Linked DNA regions of Pan troglodytes: region 2 is linked to region 1. A link is a contact called in public HiChIP or PLAC-seq data. All regions are on one chromosome and are shown on one strand. The core of a region is the stretch at or near the end of the contact, and the rest is flanking DNA. Distances in the headings are between cores, read along the strand shown.

The links. HiChIP or PLAC-seq counts read pairs in DNA pulled down with a chosen protein or histone mark.
Region 2: an H3K4me3 HiChIP or PLAC-seq map of stem cell-derived excitatory neurons shows a contact between it and region 1, with 10 times the contacts expected there. The contact joins two enhancer-like sites. A contact is called at or near these places in 1 of 7 Hi-C or Micro-C datasets (stem cell-derived neural progenitor cells) and 1 of 1 datasets of contacts at active chromatin or transcription factors (stem cell-derived excitatory neurons).

Annotation. Positions count from the first base shown.
Region 1 is chr22:35,599,747-35,606,662 of NHGRI_mPanTro3-v2.0_pri, forward strand. It overlaps RUNX1 (RUNX family transcription factor 1), which reads right to left. Exons shown (of 9, transcript XM_016938507.4): 3 at 6,315-6,353; 4 at 239-492. Among named protein-coding and RNA genes, the nearest start is that of RUNX1, 180 kb to the right of the region's middle. Within about 2 kb of position 1,590, at least 18 of the 24 cell types and tissues checked have an H3K27ac peak or open chromatin away from gene starts, as enhancers often do. A contact at or near this core is called in stem cell-derived excitatory neurons, where this site is marked.
Region 2 is chr22:36,140,552-36,147,793 of NHGRI_mPanTro3-v2.0_pri, forward strand. The region is part of intron 4 of LOC134809253 (a long non-coding RNA gene); the gene reads right to left. Among named protein-coding and RNA genes, the nearest start is that of MIR802, 290 kb to the right of the region's middle. Within about 2 kb of position 5,305, at least 2 of the 24 cell types and tissues checked have an H3K27ac peak or open chromatin away from gene starts, as enhancers often do. A contact at or near this core is called in stem cell-derived excitatory neurons, where this site is marked.

The DNA of each region.
Region 1 (6,916 bases), core at 340-2,839:
GAAACCCTGATGTTTTCAGCCCTCCTAGGAGGCCGCCCCAAAAAGCTGAGACGAGTGCCTCCCGAGGGTCGCCACGGCAACACAGCATCCCCCACATCCCAAGCTAGGAAGACCGACCCGGGGCTGCGGGGGCCCCTTTCCAGAATCCGGCCCCGCCCGCCTGGCCGCTGCCCTCGCGGATCTCCCCCGGCCTCGCCGGCCTCCGCCTGTCCTCCCACCACCCTCTCCGGGCCAGTACCTTGAAAGCGATGGGCAGGGTCTTGTTGCAGCGCCAGTGCGTAGGCAGCACGGAGCAGAGGAAGTTGGGGCTGTCGGTGCGCACCAGCTCGCCCGGGTGGTCGGCCAGCACCTCCACCATGCTGCGGTCGCCGCTCCTCAGCTTGCCGGCCAGGGCAGCGCCGGCGTCCGGGGCGCCCAGCGGCAACGCCTCGCTCATCTTGCCTGGGCTCAGCGCGGTGGAAGGCGGCGTGAAGCGGCGGCTCGTGCTGGCATCTACGGGGATACGCATCACAACAAGCCGATTGAGTTAGGACCCTGCAAACAGCTCCTACCAGACGGCGACAGGGGCGCGGATCTTCAGCAAGCAGCTCCCGGGAGACCAACATACACGTTCAGGCGCCTTTATTACTGCGGGGGGTGGGGGGGGGGGCGGGGGTGGTTAGGGGAGGAGGGAGACTAAGTTACTAACAGTCCAGGAGGGGAAAACGTTCTGGTTCTGCGGATCGGCCTCCGACCCAGGATGGGATCCTAGCAACCGATTGCTTAGTGCATTAAAAAGTGGAGACTATCTTCTTCGAATCTTGCTTGCTGAGGTTAAGTTCTGTCTTTGGCTGTCAGAAAAGTTCCTGAAGGCAAAATTCTCATACACTTCCTAAAATATTTATGTGAAGAGTAAAACGATCAGCAAACACATTATTTGGAAGTTCCAGTAGTTAATGCCTGTCAGTTTTTTGCAGGTGAGTTTTGTCTAAAGTCCCAACAGAACACAATTATCTCCCGTAACAAGGCCACTTTTATCATGCAAAACTGGCTTCAGTCCCGAAAAGCAAGAGCTGCGACTTCCAAAGGTCGTGCTACTAATGTATGTGCACGTATATATAAATATATACATATGCTCTACTTCATAAAATATTTACAATACAATCTGTGGAGAATTTAAACACCACAGAAATCCATTACTGTACGCTGCAGATTTTTTTAAGTAGCCTTGAAAATCAGCTTCAGTAGTTGGAGCAGTGCTGAGCTAGAAGTACGTGTCATGTTCTCTGTTCTCTCAATGAATTCTGTCAAAACGCTCAGTGCAGAAAATTCAGCGTTTCAGAGATCTTCAGCTAATCTTAAAACAACAATCATAAGAAGGCCCAGTCGATGACACTCAGGGTACTACAGCTCTCCCACATCTGTGAACTCGGGTTTGGGTATGTTGGTTAAGTTTGTGGATGGTCCTCTGGTTTGTTGGGAGTTGAGCAGCCGCAGAGTCACACACATGCAAACACGCACTCTTCGGAAGGCAGCCACTGTCTACATCAGCTGGGTGACTCAGCCCTGACTCGGGCAGCAGCGAGACGATACTCCTCCACCGTCGCCCAGCACCCGCCGGTTAGCTGCTCCGAGGCACGAACACCCACGAGCGCCGCGTAACCGCAGCAGGTGGAGCGGGCCTTGAGGGAGGGCTCCGCGGCGCAGATCGAAACAGATCGGGCGGCTCGGGTTACACACGCACGCACATCCTGCCACGCACCCTGCCACGCACACGCAACTTCACGGCTCGCCTCGGACCACAGAGCACTTTCTCCCCCTGTTGTAAAAGGAAAACAATCGGGGAAAAGTTCGCAGCCAGGAAAGAAGCTGAAAACATCCAGCCAAGAAGCCAGTTAATTCAAAAGGAAGAAAAGGGAAAAACAAAAAAATAACAAAAAAAAGGAAGGTCCAACGCAGGCCAAGGAGAAGCAGCAGAGGTTGACTTCCTTCTGGCGTCCCTAGGAGCCCCGGAAAGAAGTGCCTGGCGGCGCAGGGCCGGGCAGCGTGGTGCCCTGGCTGGGTCCGGCCGCGGGGCGCCCGTCCCGCCCGCGCCCGCTGGCTCTATGAATGAGAGTGCCTGGAAATGAACGTGCTTTTACTGTAAGCCCGGCCGGAGGAATTCCATTCCCTCAGCTCGTTTGCATAGGGGCGGCCGTGGCCAATCACAGGCCTTTCCGGTATCAGCCAGGGCGCGGCTCGCCGCCGCCGGCCCCTGGAATTGGCCCGCGCGCCCCCGCCGCCGTGCCGCGCGCTACTGTACGCAGCCCGAGCGGGGAGTCGGAGGCCACCCCCGCGCCCCGCATCCAAGCCTGCATGCTGGCCCGGGGCCCCGCCCGCGTGCGGACCTCTTTCCGCAGCCACACGCAGGCTTGTGCGGTTCCGCGCGTGGCCACGGTCCGGAGACCTGGAAAAAGAAAGCAGGCCCCGCCGGCCCGAGGAGGACCCGGCCGGCGCGCCGCACCCGGAGAGGCCTGGCCCCGCGAGCCGCTGCAGGCAGGCGCAGTGGCCGCCACGAGGCTCCCGAACCGGGGCTGCAGCCCGCGGACGGCCCCAGATCCTGCGCGGCCGCCCAGGGCCAGGCCTCCGCTTCCAGGGCGGGGGTGCAATTTGGCCGCGGGGCCCGGGGGAGCCACTCCGCGCTCCTGCACCGTCCGGCTGGCAGCTGCGGCGAAGCGGCGCTGATTCCTTGCATGAGGCCGGACGGCATCCGCGCGTGCCGTTTGCTCTCAGCGTCTTCCCTCGGGTCGGTTTCTGTAATGGGTGTTTTTTACCGCTGCGCCCGGGCCGCGGCTCGATCCCTCCGCGCGCCTCACTTGCTGCGTGCGCCAGCGGCCCGCGAGGAGTTTCCTAGTCACGAAAGACCCCAAGAACGCGCGGCTGGAAGGAAAGTTGAAAGGAGCCGCGCGGCTCGCTCCCGGGCCTTGTAGCGCCGGCACCCGCAACAGCTGGACAGCCTGCCCGGGCCCCGCGTCTCCCCTCCGGCTCCCCGGAAGCGGCCCCCGCTCCTCTCCCCGCCCCCGCGCGCTCGAGCGGCCCCAGGTGCGGAACCCACCCCGGCTTCGCGTGCGGGCGGCCGCTTCCCCCTGCGCCGGTCCCCGCGGTGCTGCGGGCATTTTCGCGGAGCTCGGAGGGCCCCGCCCCCGGCCCGGCGTGCGCTGCCAACTCCGACCCCACCCGGCGGGGCTCCCTCCCAGCGGAGGCTGCTCCCGTCACCATGAGTCCCTCCACGCCCTCCCTGCCGGGCCCTGCACCTCCCGGGGCCTCTCATCCACCCCGGGGCTGCAACCCAGTCCCCGGATCCCGGCCCCGTTCCACCGCAGGCTGTTTTGTGGTCCCCGCGGAGCCCCTCAATTAAGCTCCCCCGCGCGGGGGTCCCTCGCCGACCTCACAGGGCCCATGACGCCCGCTCCTCCCTCCCCCAGGGCTAGGGTGCTGTGGCCGCTGCCGCGCAGGGACTGTCCCCGGGCGTTGCCGCGGGCCCGGACGCAGGAGGGGGCCGGGGTTGGCTGGCGTGGAGGCCTTTCCCGGGCGGGCCCGGACTGCGCGGAGCTGTCGGGACGCGCCGCGGGCTCTGGCGGACGCCAGGGGGCAGCAGCCGCCCTCCCTGGACGCCGCGCGCAGTCCCCGGTGCTCCCGGCACGCCCCCGACGGCGCGGGGCTGTGCGGCCCGCCTCGTGGCCTTCGGGTCGCCCGGGAAGAACTAGCGTTCGAGGATAAAAGACAGGAAGCCGCCCCAGAGCCCACTTGAGCTGGAACGGCCAAGGCGCGTTTCCGAGGTTCCAATATAGAGTCGCAGCCGGCCAGGTGGGGACTCTCGGACCGGGACTCCCCGCTGTGCGGCCCGGTCGGGGTCTCTTCCCGAAGCCCCTGTTCCTGGGGTTTGACTCGGGCCGCTCTTGGCTGTCTGTGCTTCAGGAGCCCGGGCTTCCGGGGCTAAGGCGGGCGGCCCGCGGCCTCAACCCTCTCCGCCTCCGCTCCCCCTGGGCACTGCCAGCACCCGAGTTCAGTTTTGTTTTAATGGACCTGGGGTCTCGGAAAGAAAACTTACTACATTTTTCTTTTAAAATGATTTTTTAAAGCCTAATTCCAGTTGTAAATCCCCCCCTCCCCGCGCCCAAACGTCCTCTTTCTAACTCTGTCCCTGAGCAGAGTGCATCGCGCGCGCCCGCCCGCCCGCAGGGGCCGCAGCGCCTTTGCCTGCGGGTTCGGACGCGGCCCGCTCTAGAGGCAAGTTCTGGGCAAGGGAAACCTTTTCGCCTGGTCTCCAATGCACTTCCCCGAGATCCCACCCAGGGCTCCTGGGGCCACCCCCAAGTGCATCCCCCGGGACCCCCGAGATGCGGGAGGGGGCACGAGGGTGTGGCGGCTCCAAAAGTAGGCTTTTGACTCCAGGGGAAATAGCAGACTCGGGTGATTTGCCCCTCGGAAAGGTCCAGGCAGGCTCCTCTGGGTCTCGGGCCGCTTGCCTAAAACCCTAAACCCCGCGACGGGGGCTGCGAGTCGGACTCGGGCTGCGGTCTCCCAGGAGGGAGTCAAGTTCCTTTATCGAGTAAGGAAAGTTGGTCCCAGCCTTGCATGCACCGAGTTTAGCCTTCAGAGGCAGCGTCGTGGGAGCTGCTCAGCTAGGAGTTTCAACCGATAAACCCTGAGTTTGAAGCCCGACAAAAAGCTGATAGCAATCACAGCTTTTGCTCCTTGACTCGATGGGATCGCGGGACATTTGGGTTTCCCCGGAGCGGCGCAGGCTGTTAACTGCGCAGCGCGGTGCCCTCTTGAAAACAAGAAACAGACCAACCTCTGCCCTTCCTTACTGAGGATCTAAAATGAATGGAAAGAGGCAGGGGCTCCGGGGAAAGGGAACCCCTTAGTCGGCCGGGCATTTTACGGAGCCTGCACTTTCAAGGACAGCCACAGCGTGTACGAAGTGAGGAATTCCTTTCCACCAAGAGCGCTCATTTTAGCGACAATACAGAATTCCCCTTCCTTTGCCTAAGGGAGAAAGGAAAGGAAACATTACCAGGTTCATTCCCAGTGTTTCCCTGGAGTAATGCTAGAATTTACTTTTGTCATAATGCAAAATTTTAAAAAAAATACAACGAAGCGATACGTTGGGCGGATGCTACGTGACAGATTTTTCCAAATTTTGTTGCGGGGAGAGGGAGGGAGGAGAATTGAAAACGGCTCACAACAGGAATGAAATGTAAATTTCTGCAGTGGATTTAAAAAGTACTGCTTGGTTAGTTGGAAGAAAAATAATTTCATTGGAAAACAGTAACAGTGCATTGACGTTTTTCTTCTACAACTTTAGGTAAAGAACTATAGGTGGTCTCAGAAGATAACTAAATCTTTTACATTTTTGCTCTTTCAAAAGCCTCCCCAAAATATGCATAAAGATGGGATTGGAATCTCAACAATTCTCTTAAAATTACCCTTTGCGAGCAATATATTTCCAAAATCACATTTGTAAAAATGCAATACGTCTAAAAGAATTATTTCTATTTTAAATGACCATTTACATTTTAAAAATAGAATGTATCTCGCTATGGTTTGGAACCAAATAGCTGCAGTTTGTATTGATGTCACAGGGATGGAAAACAATTTTGATGAAGAGTAACATGTATGTACAAATCACCTGCCATACACACTATCCAGTTTTGAACATTGGAATTTAATTAAACATGTTTTTCTTCTGAAGTGGCTTTGAGATTACTTCACTTTTCAAATCTAATTACTATGAGAAGGGGGAGGAGAGCCCTGAGTTCTTCCATTACATCCTTCCTCCATCTGAATGTTTCTGTGGGATGCTATGGTTAATGTGTGATGATTTCACTTTCACTTCATAAACCCATTGTGTACCTCACAAGTAGCAAGCTGAGGACATTTTAAAATTAATCTTTTTAAAATTTAGGAATGCTTAGCAAACATTTTACTCTCATAAAAATCTTGCATTACCACTGCTATAACACAGGTCATAAGCTGGGCTGTGAGGGAAGCCAAGCTCTGTTTTGTTTTTAGAGAGTTGTATAGAGGCATTTAATAGCATCAGAATGCACCTCTGGCAAACGCTGTAGAACTGAGGGTATCATTTAAGCTTTCATTGAAATATTTTATATGGTATAACATTTACAATATGGAGAACTGCTTTTAAGTATATTGGAATCAGCAGAAACAGCCTTAATTATTTGGTTAAATTATATCAGAAGTTATACATAGAGATACATAGATGTAAAATCATATACACATCTATGAAGGTGTGTATTTTATTTAAAAATATAACTTGGAATTTAACATACCGTGGACGTCTCTAGAAGGATTCATTCCAAGTATGCATTCTGAAATAACAGAAAGTAGGAAAATAAAAGTAATGCAAGTTTAAAAATTAACTTTCCCCCGACTTTTTTTTTTTTTTTTTGCTAGCTCAATGCTTCTTACACTTTTTAGCACTGGAGATTTTTATAGCTTTGACACAAAAATGACTTGAAATAGTAAATCACCAAATAAGAAATAAACTGTTCCTTATGCACGTGGTTTTAGGTACCTTCAACCAATGTTCACCTTCACTAGCTAATACTGAATATCTGTCGTAGAATCACCTCTTTTAAGCTCCGTGTGTGATTAAAATGTGATTTATTTAATGAAGATTTAAAATATATTTGGAAGGTGTAGGAACATTAGAATTCAAGGGAAAATTAAAACCAAACCCTAACTTAATGCAAAAACATTTATGATCATTTACTTCCAATGATAGGACATTTTAGAAACATTTTCCCCTGCTTACTCTCCTTCCCTTCTCTCTGCTAGGCAGGCAAATTATTTACATCGAAACCTCTCACAAGTTCTAATAGATTATATCAATTATTATTAGAAATAATTGTTACATGATAATTCCCAAATA
Region 2 (7,242 bases), core at 4,055-6,554, 540 kb after region 1:
TCCAACATTGGGAATCATATTGCAACATGAGATCTGGAGAGGACAAACATTTAAGCCACATCAGGAACCTGCCTGAGCTGCTGGGAACTCACCCTCATCTACCCTCTAGCCAGAAGCTCCATGTGGCAGGCACTGTTCACACACTCTATGTGCATTGACCTAAATGAGTTAAGTAGAATGTTTCTAACATTTTAGAGATGAGGAAACTGAGGCACAAGGTATTCAGGTATTGACTATGATCATACAATTGAAAAATTGAGGAGCCAGAATTAAAACCTATATGGATTGACCTGGGGCCTGTGTGAGAGGTTCCACTTACATCTATGTAAGGTTTCAATTGAAGAAAGGGCTCAATGGCAAGAAACATGAGCAAACTGCTGCTCTCAATGGCGCCAGAAGTGACACCCTCGGACTAGGAATTTGAAGAAAAGCTCCAGAGTAACATGCCAGGTACACACACATGCACATAGGTACATGCTGGTTCATGAATGCACCCACACTTTTCCCACTCAAACTGCCATAGCATCCAAAGTCTACCATTAGAAATTCATGCCTATTCTTCACTACCCTTTCTTCTTTTAAAATTCAAATTCCACACCATGTCAGATTACAGCAATCATCAGTTTATTTCATCCCTGTGAGAAGATGATCAGATTCAAACTTAGGGATAAAAAGCAGGAGGGTGCTGGGTGAACTTAGAAGGGATGGTGCTAAGAGAAACATGGAGTGCTAAAAGAAGACCCACAGATGCATTCCACCACTTTCTGGAGTGTTCAGACCTGTCTGAGGATGTCTGGCAGAATGGTGGGGTGCAGCTGCCTGGAGTCAATTTGCATGCAGGACCCAGGAACATTCTGGAAAAAAGCATGTGCAGATGTAATACAAAGGTAAGCAGATAAGGCTAGCTTGACCAAGTGCCTGCTTCCTGAACTTTCTGAATGTAGCAGTGTCTGTTTTCACTACAGATTTCCTAAGACATCTGTGCGTAGGTCCTGCCTTGATGATCCTCTCATGGCACACAGTGACCAAGTGGGAGAGAAGCTTTTCCACACTTAAGAAGGCATCTTGGGTGGAGAGGACTCCAGAAAACAGACTAGCCTCATCACCCCAAGACCCAGAGATGCTGTAGAGTGCTGGTGTGCCAGTGGTCATGGGCAGAAGGAACCAGGGCACAAGTGCTGGTGCCCAGGAGAGCCAGGGTACCTAGGAGAAGAGGCAGAGGTACTCTGTGAACAGGCTGGTGGTAAGAGAAAGCAGTGTTTGATGGGTGTATTTGAGAGCACCATCATTCACTAGGAAATACTTGCTCAGAAATATGTGAGGGAGACTTAAACAGAGAACTAGAGATGAGGAGGTTAGGTAATGTCATCTAGGGGAGGTGACAGCAAAATGTGGAAAATAATTTTCCTATTATTATGAGTGAATTGTGTCCCCCATCTCCCAAGGTTTGTATGTTGAAGCTTAGTACCCCAGAAAGTGGCCTTACTTTGAAATAAGATTATTGCAGATATAATTAGTTAAGATGAGATCATACTGGCTTAGATCTACTCCAAAATGACTGATGTCCTTATAAAAAGAGGAAATTTGGTGGATGCAGTGGCTCTTTCCTGTAATCCTAGCTCTTTGGGAGGCCAAGGTAGGCAGACTGCTTGAGCCCAAGTGTTCAAGACCAGCCTGGGTAACATAGCAAGACCCTGATTCTACGAAAAATACAAAAATTATCTGGGCATGATGGCACATGCCTGTAGTCCTACCTACTTAGGAGGCTGAGGTGGGAGAATTGCTTGAGCCCAGAAGGTCAAGGCTGCATTGAGCCATGATTGTGCTACTGGCATTTCAGCCTGGGTGACAAAGCAAGACCGTGTCTTTTTAAAAAGAAAAAAAATGGAAACATAGACATGCACACAGGGAGAACACCATGTGAAGATGAAGGCAGATATCTGGGTGATGCTTCATAAGCCAAAGTAATGCCAGGTTGCCAGAAATCCACCAGAGTCTAGGAGAGAGGCACAGAAGATTCAGCCTACAGCTTCAGAAGAAACCTTCCCTGCTGACACCTTGATCTCAGTCTTCCAGCCTTCAGAGCTAAGAGATAATCAATTTATGTTGTTTAATGTAACCCAATTTGTGGGACTTTGTTACAGCAGCCCTGGGAAATGAACACAATGAAGAATGTAGCTGCATTTGTACCCACAGGCCAATGTGACCTGGGTCAGCCAACATCTGCAACTAGAAGCTCACCTTGAAAAATCGATGCTCCTTAAACTCATCACCAGGACCTGATTATGATACAGTCAGCCAACTAATTACTGCCAAGAATAAGAAATAAAAGTTTTCTGTTTTCACCAGAGTAAGAAGGTCCAGCTGTTCCATTAGGAGCAGTGATTAATCCAGTTTTGAAGAGCTGGGTATTTCCTGTTGAGCTAGGTCTTTCCTCTGGGGAAATTCTTATTTTTCACAACCAAGGAAGAAAGTCTTTTCACTATATGGCAGGAACTCAAGAAGCATGGTATTGAGGATGTTGATGACAGAGATGATGGGAGTAGTAGTGGTAAAAATAGAAATTAGCCATTTCTTCAATAATCTTCACTGTAAGAGTTGGATGGAGCACAACCATCTTCCATGGAAGTTGTTCCTGTTTTCTCATTTCACCTTCTGACATCACTTGTAAAATGTATATTAAGACAGCAGCATACTATTTTTTGAAATGAGACACTTAAAATACCTTGAATCAAGTAAAAATATGAAAATCTTTAAATTAATAATAAGGACTTGCTGGCCTTCAGAACATTCATTTGAGCTATTTTTGATATGTGAGAAAGTTGTGCAATCTCGTCTCTTGTAATGTGACTTTCACTAGTGTATTAGAGAATATGTTATTCCAATTTGCAAAAATTATGTAACCAAGAATTTATTTGCTGTCTTTCATATGCCAAGCAGTGTGTAATGGAGAATAAAGAAACTCAATACGTGGTTTCCGCTCTGAAGGACCTTACTTGTTAAGCAGGGCAAGACCTTAAGACAAGAAGCAATAATGGGTGAATAAGGTGAGGTGATGAATTTTTCAAGACTAAGAAAGCTCGAAGAAGGAAATATGCAGTCCTTGGAGAGACAGGACCCAAAGCAACCTCACAAAACCAGTCCTGTTTTGACTGGAGAGTCTGTCTGGCTTAGACAATCCTTTTCATCTTTTGGTTTCTAGTTTGGTACAGGGAAAAATGTCCTTGATACGCCAAAGCATTCTCATGAGAAATGCACCAAAATTTTTTAAATGTGCATTTATCTGATGATCAGCAAATGTTAGGTCAATTGTGGTAAAATGTTTTCTGGGTCGGGCGCTGTGGCTCACACCTGTAATCCCAGCACTTTGGGAGGCCGAGGCGGGCAGATCACGAGGTCAGGAGATCGAGACCATCCTGGCTAATATGGTGAAATCCCGTCTCTACTAAAAATACAAAAAATTAGCCAGGCGTGGTGGCGGGCGCCTGTAGTCCCAGCTACTCGGGAGGCTGAGGCAGGAGAATGGCGTGAACCCGGGAGGTGGAGCTTGCAGTGAGCCGACATCGTGCCACTGCACTCCAGCCTGGGTAAAAGAGCGAGACTCCGTCTCAAAAAATAAATAAATAAAATAAATAAAAAACTTTTTCTGACCAAATGGACACCTGTTGGTTTTGCCTACTCAGCACCCATTTCCCTGTTGTTGTTGTTGTTGTTGTTGTTATAATGCAAATATTTTCCTTTAGAAACCACCTCGTTGTTATAATGCAAATATTTTCCTTTAGAAACCACCTCTCACCCACCCTCAGACTAACCACATTGGCTGGGACTGATCCCACTTATCCCTATTTTCCTATGGGCCCTGACAGCAGCCTGGCCATTCAGAGCAGTCCATGCCTCAGGCCAGACTTGGGCTCAAGAATTGGCATAGCTTTGTGTATATGGAGCCAAGACGTACTTTGAAAAGTACAACGTTGTTTAATAAGTATTTAAGTGCCCTTTTCATCTGCCAATCAATTTATAATAAGGTATTGAAGTACTAGTAAAGTCTAAATTAATGTCATAATATTAAAAATAAAACGAATATGATATTCAAAAATATATCAATGTCTTGGGAGGGTTTTAAACAAGTGTTTTAGAAATACTTTAGAAACAATTATCTGGGCCAGACAGATATAGTGCTTTATGGACTGGGTTGTAGGTTTATGATCGTTACATTATCCGAAGCACCTGATAAATCACAGGGCTGTTTCAGCTCTTTCCAATGGTCACTGAAAACTTTGAGTAGATATAATTATCAATGTTATGCACATTTTCTACATATTGAAAGCACTGGAAGCTCTTCCTACATAAAGTGTCAAAACAGGAAATAGTTTGAAAAATGTGTCAGGCTTCATTTTATTTGATAAAATGCTGTATTTAAATATAATTAAAATAAAAAGTCAAAACCACATTAAAACTGTGTCAATATTTCAGCAAAAGGTGATTTTTTTTCCTCAAAACTCAGAAATCTATCCCATCTCAACTGATGTTCCACGGGCTATACAATATATTTCCTGTATGTAAACAAGTAAAAATAACACCAGCACTTCTCCAGGGCTTCTGTGTCAATATGTTATCAGAAAATGTCACCTATCTCTCTCCCCTCTTGGGCTTATTAAAATGAAATTTGGTAAGTTAAATCAATTAGATGAAAAAATACTTTTTTAAAAAGTTCAATTTTATATTTTAAAATTAGAAGTAAAAAAAATCATATTGTACTTTTGCTATGTTGAAAGCATTGCTCATTTCTTGATAATGAAAAGGGAAACGTTACATCCAGTTTAGAGGGAAAAAAAAAAAAAGATGCTGATGGTGATGCTGACTTAAAATAAATAATCACAAATAGCCACGCATTTGTAGCCCTGCACTTCCAGACTTTCCCTTCATGAAAGCCCTTGGGATTGGGGCCATTTTTAAAGGCTCTGGAGTGACCAGAACATTACCTAATTTCAGAGAGTACAAAATGAAATACTATCTATGAATTCCAATAAGCATCGTCTCTAAAGATGACTTCTCAGAACTGCGGAACTCTTTATGGAGATTTTAGCTGGGATGATGGTGCTTGTAAGTAATCTCACCCCAAAGCAGTTCATTTTCAAGAAGACACTTACATCGCTAATTGTTCTCACTCAGAGAGCTATTTAATGCTCCCAGATCCTCCAGCCCCTCCCCACTGCTCTCCTGCGTTCCAATGCTGTCTTGTCTCCTAATGAGAAGCCTGCAGCATCTATCAGCCCTCCCAGAAGCCCTGTACTCCCACCTCCTGCATGGGAACGTGTAACTGCAGAGGGGGCTCTGAGCAACAAATGACTCTTCCTTAGTGAGGAACGAGATAGACTAAGAGTTCATGGTAAGAAAGCTCAGAAAGTATAAACAGAGCACCTTAAAAAACAATGACCAGCAATTTAGTACAGATAGAAGTAACAGCGAGTTAGTAAGCTCTAAAGCAGAATTGTAAACCCCTATTCTTCAAAAAGCCTAGTACATTCTAAGGAAAAAACTGAATTATCTAAACACTCTAGAAATCTAAAAAAGACAACTCTAAACCAAACTAAATGTTTCTACCCCAAAGAAAAGACAAATGCTGATCTTGGAGAGTTTACATGCTCCTAGAGATCTCTGAGGTTAAAAATTCCCCAAATGATTCATTTTGACCACCTCAATTTTGGTGAGAAAGGAAGAAGACAGCTTACGATATTGAAATTAATGTGCATGGGGAGTATTCATCCTGCATGGAAATCACGTCAAAGAACACCTTAAGTTGTTAATTTCATAGACTTAAAATACTTTAAGCTTCTTAGCATTTATAGGAAAAATTACTACATTTCGTGATAAGCTGAAACTAAAGATTTTCAAGAATTTTCTTGTATGAAAAGAGGAGGAGATTAAAGGTATCTTTCTTGGGATCATGGAAAGTCATCAAATTGATACAAATTGAGTGTTAACTCTTTTTCTGTTCCTTTTATTGTATATCCCCCAGTCATTTATCCTCTTTGTGGTTCAGCGCCCTTCTTTGTGGAATCAAGCTGTTTTGAAAGTGCTTGATTCTCTACCCAGGAAGATAGTGTACATTCTAGGAGTAAGTGAGCCCCCACTGAGAGATGTGTGAATTAGCCCTACTGTGGGATGGCGGACAATGTGTAAACTCTCCTCCAGTACACACACACCTAGTAATTTAGATAATTCTATTAGCCATATGTTGCTAGAGATTTCCCTTTCCCATAAGCAAATCACAACGAAGGGAAAGGTTGTTTGAGCATCAGCCAAAAAAATAAAAATAAAAAATAAAAAAAGAATGTTTATTGATGGTTTTCATTGTGCTAGATTCTGAGACTCCGTGAGATAGCCCATTCCCCCTGGGTTTTACCCGCCAGCCCGGGAGCTATGACACAAATTCCCGGAGATGAACTGAGCAGCCTCAGCTCCGTGTTGGCTGTGAAGGCAAGAGGCACGTGCTCTAGGAATTCCAGAAAGGAGGTGATACGAGGGACCAGGCTGGACAGCAAACAGCATTCTGCAGAAATTATATGACTTTTTTTTAAAGACCTTTTTATCTGGAAATAATTTCAAACTTACAAAAAATTACAAAATACCACAAAGGTCTCCTTTATGTCTTCACCAGATTTCTCAATTATTAACATTTTGTTATTTTTGCTCTGTCATTTTCTACCTTATGAATCATTTGAGAGTAAATTACAGACAAGATGCCTCTCTACTAAACACTTCAGTGTGTATGTCCTAAGAAGGACATGCTCTTACATAAGCTCCGTGCAGTTATCACAGTCAGGAAATGATCATTGACACAATACTCTCATCTAACCTTGGAGATGACTTTTTAACTGCCCCTTTTGCACAGTTTCTCCTATTCCATGGGTTTCTGTGTATTCAAAACAATAAAAAACAACCCTCATTTTTATTTGGGTCTTAAGAGATTCCCAACAGGGAGAGAGGTGGACCTCAAACCATCCAAACCTCAGTCCAAAGAGTCTCCAATAAGATGGCATTCAACTCTCAAAGGAAACACATTTTCAACTCATCATTTAGCCAGCTTCATTTCTCAAAATTCCCTCTGACAGCAAAAGTTTTAACAGTTAAGTTTCTGCCAGAAGAGTTGTCTAGCAGTTGTTCCCGTCCCCTGTTCCTCTGTGCCAGCTTCCTCCCCCTCCCTGTCTGCCCCATGTCTGACACCGAAGCCACATCAGA